Regions from separate parts of the Mustela erminea genome. Here region 1 is linked to region 2. The links are chromatin contacts, called in public Hi-C maps. All regions are on one chromosome and are shown on one strand. Each heading gives the region's core, a stretch centred on a gene start, on an enhancer-like site or on the middle of the called end of the contact. The rest is flanking DNA. Distances are from core to core; before and after follow the strand shown.

Region 1 (4,375 bases), core at 148-2,647, 150 kb after region 2:
TAAGAATTATGCTAAAAAGAACTGTTTGCTTAAGCTTTATCTGTACCACAGATAGAGAATTCAGAATACAATAGTATTAAAAGTCACTTACCCGGTATAAGTCATTGTTGGTCAGGGAAAAGGGCAAGTTGGATACATACACTGTGCTTTTACTTGGGGCCAATCCACCACTCATTTCTATAAAGGGAAACAAACCAAGAAGCAATCTAAGCCAGGTATTCTTCATTCCAAGCAGAACCAGTGTATATAATCATTGATTTAATTATGCCAGATTTAATACACCTTCCTCGCTTTTATTAGGATTAAAAACAATTACTCCAGCTGGGTGAATTAAGGGATTTCTTTTCCCCAGATCTTACTGCAAAGAGCTTTCTGGTCTTTCTTTCAAGTAGAGTCCTTAACCATTATAGTGCTGGATTATGGTATGAAGGCAGAATAAGTTTAAAACAGAAAAATAAAAAATTCTTGAGGCTTCACTTAACTTTCTCTCAGGCTAAGGGTAAAAAACTGCTTTTGAAAACGTTTAATACCATGCCTACCACATCAGAAAGAGCCTGCTAGCTCAGAAAGAACCTTAGCCACTTATTTTCATTAATGCTTTGGTCTGGGTACTATTTTTGGTTTTCTTGATATTTTTCTTTGCAGTGGTGTTAGGAGAAAATTTTAACCTCACATTTTGATGGTGTAAAAATTTTGCATATTATTGGTAAATAATGAAATGATACATTTTACTATACCAAATAGGTTTCCATGCCTTGAAAGATATTATTCTGTATATGTATTTTTAGATTACAAATGTAATTTGTAACTGATTTTTATAGCGTATTTTAACAAAGCAGATTATCCATGAAAAGTACATCATACTCAACAAGGTTCAAATTTCAATTTAAAAAGCTTGTGTGCTGTGTATATGAGATGGGGGCATAGGGGCCATCACAAATGGCAAAATATTGACGGAGGGACATGCCAAGTTGCGGACTAATAGGAAAACTGCCTGATGCTTGAGATATTTCTTGGGAATCTATTAGACAAGTTCCCACTTATTAGACAAGTTTCCCATTTGAAACTATGAGTTACCGTTCTGGGGAGAACTCGAGGGCGGGCAACGGCAAATGGTCGGGAATAAAAAGTGTGGCGGGGAGAGAGGCAAATCGTTTTCGCGGCCGGGTCTCGGGAGGGGCTTGCGGGAAGTAAGGCCGCAGCTGAGGAGGTGTTTACCTTTAGGTGGGGCAGGCCTGGGAAACTAGAGCGCGAGCCCACGACTCAGTTGGGGCTCAACCCGGACTCTTCCTCGTCCCCCGCTGGGGCCTTGGCATCACGGGTCCTGGGAGGGGTCAAGCGCCGGAGAGTAGGAGGCAGCGACAGCAACGCCTCTTCCTGGCGGTAGCTAGACCCAGGCTCCAGAGGCGGGCCCAGAGGCGGCGCTTTTGCTGACGTCTTTGAGCGCGCCGGAAGTGCCTGCTTAGGAGAGGGCGACGAGCCGACGACTACATTTACGGGGTCTCCCGGCCGCCCAGAGTCGGTGAGCTCATTTTACCTTTCCACGAGGTGGACTGGGCCGGGCTCTGCTACGGGCCGAGTCGAGCGAGCGGGCGAGCGGGTGTGGGGTGTTTTCTGTGGCGAGAGTTGGAGTCTCCCGTTGCGTTTGAATCGTGCAGTAATTCCGCTCTTGGCGGTGGAGGGTGTAGAGACGCAGTGGAGTTTGGAATAAAGGAAACTGTTGAGTCTGAGACATAGGTTTGCTTCTCTTTAGCGCCTTATGATGCAGAAAGAGGACTGAATGGGTTGACTTCAGTGACCCAAGATCAGTTAGAAAGTCGGTAAATTTAAAGAATGTGTTCAATGTACCCAGTGAAGTGTTAGGCACTTTGAGAGCTACAAAAAAAAAAAAAAGAAAAAGAAAAAAAAAAGTGTAAAACTGGGCTTTTCCTGGCAGGTTTCTCAGTTGAGACAGGGTCAACTCGGATTGACAGAATGACTCATCTTGAGTTAGTGTGGACAAATGTTGGACTACTTGGCATCTTTTTCCGTCCTGTAATTCTATATTGGGCATACAGTTTTTCTCTTAAGAGGAGATAACGGGGCTGTCATTCCTACAGAAAAATCAGGAACTAATGCAAGGTAGTTTATACTTCTACCCACCAGCACACACAGACCAGGCCTCTAACCATTCCTTGGAAGCCTGCGTGCCAGCCCCCTGGAATCCAGAGCCTCTCCTGGAATCTGCACAATCCAGATTGAAGCCGATGTCTTCTAGAGAGAAGGAACTGCATCCAGGGCGCAGCTGAATTTTGAGAGGCCCGAATGCCTCCACATCCACCAGGGGACCGCTGGGACTAATTCTCTTGGCAAACTTGTGGCCAACCAAAACCGCCATGCTTCACATCCCCGTTATTTCTGGTTACCGCCCAAGATGTAAGCCCCTTTGGTCTTCTTTGCTACATCCTTATCTCCATGCTGCTTTGTACTTCCTCTCTCTTGATTTAGGCTACCGCTGCTTTTCCCTCCTTTTCCTTTTCTTAAACACTTCACCCCTCAACACAACAGCTGAGCTCACTGAAAGCTCTGTTCCTGCTTAACAAACTGTTACATACTCTACTGCTTTATGGAAATTCTCATTCTTCTCCTGACCATAACCAACACTTGGCTTTTTGACTCCTGCCCTTTCAGTTGAGTCCTTTCTCTGACACCTGCATTTAAGGTTAAGTGATGACCTACCTGTATTGAACTGATTTCACTTCCTCAGAACCTCCCCTCCCCCCACCAGAGTCTTTGGGGAGATTCTTTTCTCTCTTCTGAGGCATTTGATTTCTCTGACCTTTCTTCTCCCTCTCTGTGGATAATCCCTACACCTGCTAGGGGTTTCATTTTCCCTGTGAGTTTCTCTGAGGGATATTTTGTAAGTTCCCCCCAGAGAGATTTAGGTACCCTTGCCATGTGCTAAGTGCCCTCTACTTTCCTCATCCTAGCACTTACCACATGTGTGCTAATTAATTGCGTGTGCTAATTAATTGCTTGTCTCTTCACCTTCTTTACTAATCTGGGCTGTCATTTTCTTGTTTATTTTTGTAATTCCACTGCCCATTAGGCAGGTAGGTATTTATTTGATTGCAACTGCTGCAGGTACAGTCTCAGAAGTCGGGCAAGTTGATATGTCATCTGACTTTAAAATGTAAGAACCTTTGGAAAGGGATCAGCTGGTACTTCAGCTGGTTGTGGCTCTGTGAGAATATGGTTCCAGTGTTGCCAGAGCACGTAGGTTTTTCAATAATAGTTGGAAAATATGGTTTTGGAAAGTGATATCTCCCAGTTTTCAGGTGTTGTCAGTGGGATAAAACTTTATTACAAACAAAACCAAAACAAACCCCCCAAAACCCTGGGCCAAACACTTGTCACATGCAGCCTATCAGTCACCAGTTTGGAATCCTTTTTAGTGTGGTAGGGCTTAGAATTGGGCTTTGTGGAGAATACTAGATTTTGAGCTTCATCTTCATGGATAGTTAGAAGTCGAATGAGTACTGTAGATTGAGAAATACATCAAAAAACTCCAGGGTGGTGTGTGTGTTACTTTGTGGCATAGTGAGGAGTCTGGCCGGCATGACTTTTTTGGGAGAGAACAGGAGTTTAGGTGAGCTGATAGAGGGTAGAGGAATTTGGTTTTATTACAGTTAATTGATGTGAAACAGTTTGGATTCTTGATATGGGAAACTTCAGCTATGTGTGATGTATTAGCAAAGTTAACTGAGTATCCTTTTTTAAAGGTGGAGTGGAGAGGAGAATTGAGACTAGAAGGAGGTTGAGCAGTTAAGATGGTAATCTTTATCCTGGTGTAAAGTAAGATTTAGATTTATAAACATATATACGGAAACATCTGGTATTTTGGTCTATTTTTATTTTTATTTTTTCCAAAGATTTTATTTATTTGACAGACAGAGATCACAAGTAGGCAGAGAGGCAGGCAGAGAGAGGATGAAGCAGGCCCCCTGCCAAGCAGCCCGACATGGGGCTCGATCCCTGGACCCTGGGATCATGACCCGAGCTGAAGGCAGAGGCTTTAACCCACTGAGCCACCCAGGCGCCCCTGGTCTATTTTTATAATTTCAGTTGCTTGATCACTTACACTGAACAATCAAGGATCTCCTAAATATTTAACACATATAGTGGAGCTTATATAAGAGGAATTCTTAAAGCACTGAAAAAATCAAGTAATTTGTGAAACTAGCCTGCGTGCCAGCAGCCTGGCATCCGTACTTTAAGTTATATGGTGGTTATGAACAATCAGTAGTCTCCTTAAGCGTCATTCTCCTTTAATCTGTTTAGTATACTGCCAGATTAATCTTCTGGAATGACATTTTCCCCTATACCTTATTTCTAG
Region 2 (3,963 bases), core at 329-2,828:
AAAAATAATTTTTTCCATAATTTCAAATGCTTCCCAATCCATAAAAGACCATGAACAGCATTTTGTGAGCCTCATTATTCATGAGCTCATTCAGGTCGTCAGTCACCGCCTTTCCCAGGGCAGATAAGAGCTGACAAACCTGACTGGAAGTAGTTCTGCTTTAATGAATGGAGTCCAGGATTCCTCTGACAAAAACATGACAGTCCAGCTTTCCCATTTGCTCCTATGCCCAAAGGTCCTCCCCCTTTTATTTTGAAAACGACCATCAACTCTCAGAACAATGTTAAAAAGCCTGCAGCTGACCTGCCCTCCCCCCTATCAACCGCATACTTCCTGATACCAAAGCAGACTTTGCCTCTTAGTAAGGGAGCGCTCTGAGTCGTTCCCAAGGAGATGCCCACAAAAAAGGAGCCTATTTTTCAAGGAAGTGCAAACGCTGGGATTTTGCTAAGCTCTCATAATGCGCCGCATTCTTTTTTAAATCTCACGCAGATTCCAACTCCGGCAGTGATTTGTGCAAATCCACGCAAGGCACTATGCTGCCTTTTAGACACCGATTTTTTAAAGAAAAATATCCATCCCATCCCACAGAACACGTGAGTGAACATGGTAAGCCTCGCTCCTTTCCTAACCTACAGTAAGTTTCAGAGCAGACCGATGTTTCCTAAAGAAAAATGCAAAATACGCATAAAAGCTCTATCCAGATTTAACAAAGGCTAACAATGAACATTTGAGCGTTAACACACAAAAATTAGACGCCCCGTCCAGAAGAGGGGGGAAAATTGAACTAGGGCGCCAGCCTGATGTTTAAATATCTCAACTTAAACTCCATGGAAACAAGAGGGAATTCCCACTAGCCAGACAGCAAAAAGGCTTTTTTTGTGGGGCACCTTTTACTTTCAATGACTTCTGTAAGGGGGTGGGGGAGCAACTGTCAGTTAAAAGTTGAAAATTAATTTCTATCCGCTTTAAAAAGCGCATAAGGAATGCGTCAGAAGACAAACACAAAGAGCGTGGAGTGCTCTCGGGCTAGGCTCACCCCCGGATGGAGGGGAAGGAGGGAAATGAGAGAAGGGGTCAGAGACGGCGGCAAAGAAGCGGGAGGCGCGGGCCGGGCGGCGGGAGGCGCGGGCCGGGCGGCGAGAGACGCCGGACTGACCGGCGAGCCGCCCGAGCCGGGCCGAGCCCCCGCGCCCCCGCCGCGCCCCTGGCCCCTGGCCCCGAACCCGGCCCCCTAACTGGGAACCGCCCGTACCTGTCCGAGCGGCCGGAATGAGCTGCGGGTCCCACGCTGCCCACCCCTCTCGCGCCGCCGCGTCCGCCGCCCGCGAGCCAGGAAGCCGCCGCGGCCTGCGGCTTCCCGCCACCTCCGCCCGCTCCTTCCTCCAGGGACACGGCGAGCTGGCTGAAGGCGTAGAGGAGCGAGCAGAAGCCGCAGGCCAGGCACAGCACCACGATGCGCAGATAGCGCCGCATCGCCCCAGCCCCGCGCCTCAGCCTTAGCAGCCGCCGCCACCACCTCCGCACCGCGCCCGCCGGGCGAACTGGAGCGTAGGGGTGCGCACAGCGCAGCCGCGGCCGCAACAAGTTCCTCCTCCGCGGCGGCCTCCAGCCCGCCCCTCCTTCCTCCTCTCCCTCCCTCCCTCCTCTCCTCCCTCCCTCCCTCCTCTCCTGGCCTCGCCCGCCCAACCACCTTCGCCCGCTAGCCTACTGTCCGCCTGGAGCTCTGACACCGCCTCCGCCGGCGTGGGCCCCTCCCCGGAGTCCCGGCAGCAGGCGGACGCGCAGGCGCAGTGAGCGCGAGAGAGCTGGACTGGCCCGGGTCTGAGAGGAACGCCGAGGGAACGCGTCTGAACTGCAGAGGAGGGGTGTGGCGAAATGAACTGGGCGTTGGAGACCGCTGACCCAAATTCAAATTACGGTTCTTCCACATGGTAGTCTGTGACGTTGAGCAAGCTCAATTCTCTGAGCATGTTTCTTCTCTAAAACGGAGATAATATCCTCCTCATAGGCTGGCTGCAGAGAGTAAATTGCTTAACGCCCGAAAAACACCTTGCACCTGGAAGGCATTTGATTAAGCCGTTTTTCAGTTCCATGCTCCGCAGCAGGGACTTCCCCAGCCTCTGAGTTTCTGTAAGACTGTACGAGCCATTTCATCCAGGTATTGAATTACCTCGTAATGCTGCGGAGCATGCGTATCTTGCCTCCTAACGAACTTGTTAAGGGCATGTTCAACTGAGGCCGTCCCTGTTACATCTTTTTCGATCTTTTTGGCCTAATGTTCTCCCTCAAGCTTTCTCTTTAGCTTTCCATTTCTTCTCTGTTCAGCCATATTTCCATTCCATTCATTTATTGAACATTCATAAAGCACCACTGTGTGCCAAGCACTACTTGAGTACTTTGGGGTATTAAAGACGCATAATTGGGCATGGGGTGGGGCAGTAAATAACTACATAAATAAATGGGACTTATAAATAACTGTAAATAAGTAAATGAAGGACAATAAGTAAATAAGTGGGACTCGCAAGTACGCGCAATACCAGGACACAGACATTAGGATATATAAAAGCTTGTGAAGATGTGGGCCAACACAAAAAGGAGTGATCAGTTTTACTGAGGTCACGGTCAAGAGGTACTTGGTGGTAAAACAGTCATCAGGGTCTTGGCTGGGGGAAGGAAAGGAATTGCAGGTTGAGGGATCAATGAAACAGGTTCTTGTGTTTAGGGAACTGTGAGAAGTTTGATACAACCAGCTAAGTGAATGCAAGGGAGGGTGTGATGAGTGATAAGACTGGAAGTTGAAGGCGACAGATATTTGAGTGCCTTGGTTAGTATACCAAGGAGTTTGAACTTACTCTAGCAAACAGTGGTGACCATTGAAGGGTTTCTAAATTAAGAAGTAACATGATCCCATCTGACTTTTAGAGAGCAGGTTCTGGCCCCACTGTGCAGGCTGAGACAAAGATTAAGATTGGAACCAGAAAGCAGTTACAGTGCCGCAAAGTGAGGGAAAGAAGGCTTTAAACACACACACACACACACACACACACACACACACACACACACTTCATGAAGAAAAATCATGCTGGCTAACCTGTTCAAATGCATTTGGAGCTTTTTTTTTTTTCTTTTTACTATTTCATTTATTTATTTAAGGGAGAGAATGCGAGAGCGCACAAGCAAGTGGAGCTGCAGAGGGAGAGGGAGAAGCAGTCTCCGCACTGAGCAGAGATTGATGCCAGACTGGATCCCAGGCCCCTGAGATCATGATCTGAGCAGAAGACAGACACCCAGGCGACTGAGCCACCCAGGTGCCCCGCATTTGGAGCTTTGAAGTGTTTGGCCATGAAAAACAAAGTGGGGATATGCTTTTTAATTTAGCAGTGGTTATCCGTTCAAAATCCCTACACCAAAAACTGGTGGCTCTGTGACCATGGGAAAGTTACTAAATAAATTTAAGTCTCAGTTTTTTCTATAAGGATTACATTTCTTGACTTACCAGGCAAAAAAAAGACAACTAGCACGCTATCAAGATGTGTAAGTATAATGAAAACATACACTTATTCATTCAATAAACATTTATTGAATATATTCTACATGCCAGACAAGGGGCTAGAGTGTACTGCCCTCAAAGGGACGACAGGCAAGTAAAAATAATGACAATATTAAATTAATCCTTCTACTACACCTTACAATTTTTAGAGAAATAAAGATAAACTTAATGAGGTACAGAAATGGATTGCAAAAGCATTTATAAGACTGGAAAATAGATTTTGAGAGAGAAAAAGAAAGGATATGGTACCAAGAAACTGGAGTAAGAAGTACTCAAATAGATCAAAGATGTTTAAAGAGATGCCTATCACAATTGTTTTCTATTTCAACAAAGAAACTAAATGTAGGAAAAACAGAATAATTTAATGCCCCACAGGTCATTAAAGTACTGGAATGGCAATTTTCATTCTG

The links. Hi-C and Micro-C count contacts between places; a contact is called where the count stands out from the background.
Region 1: a contact with region 2 is called in a Hi-C map of fibroblasts, with 2.1 times the contacts expected there. The contact joins the promoter of PPHLN1 here to the promoter of GXYLT1 in region 2. A contact is called at or near these places in 2 of 3 Hi-C or Micro-C datasets (fibroblasts and spleen).

Annotation. Positions count from the first base shown.
Region 1 is chr6:78,458,224-78,462,598 of mMusErm1.Pri, forward strand. It overlaps PPHLN1 (periphilin-1), which reads left to right and starts at 1,398. Exons shown (of 10, transcript XM_032347920.1): 1 at 1,398-1,522. ZCRB1 (zinc finger CCHC-type and RNA-binding motif-containing protein 1) reads right to left here and starts at 1,383. Exons shown (of 7, transcript XM_032347925.1): 1 at 1,219-1,383; 2 at 92-177. The coding sequence starts at 105.
Region 2 is chr6:78,312,170-78,316,132 of mMusErm1.Pri, forward strand. GXYLT1 (glucoside xylosyltransferase 1) reads right to left here and starts at 1,579. Exons shown (of 8, transcript XM_032347898.1): 1 at 1,256-1,579. The coding sequence starts at 1,476.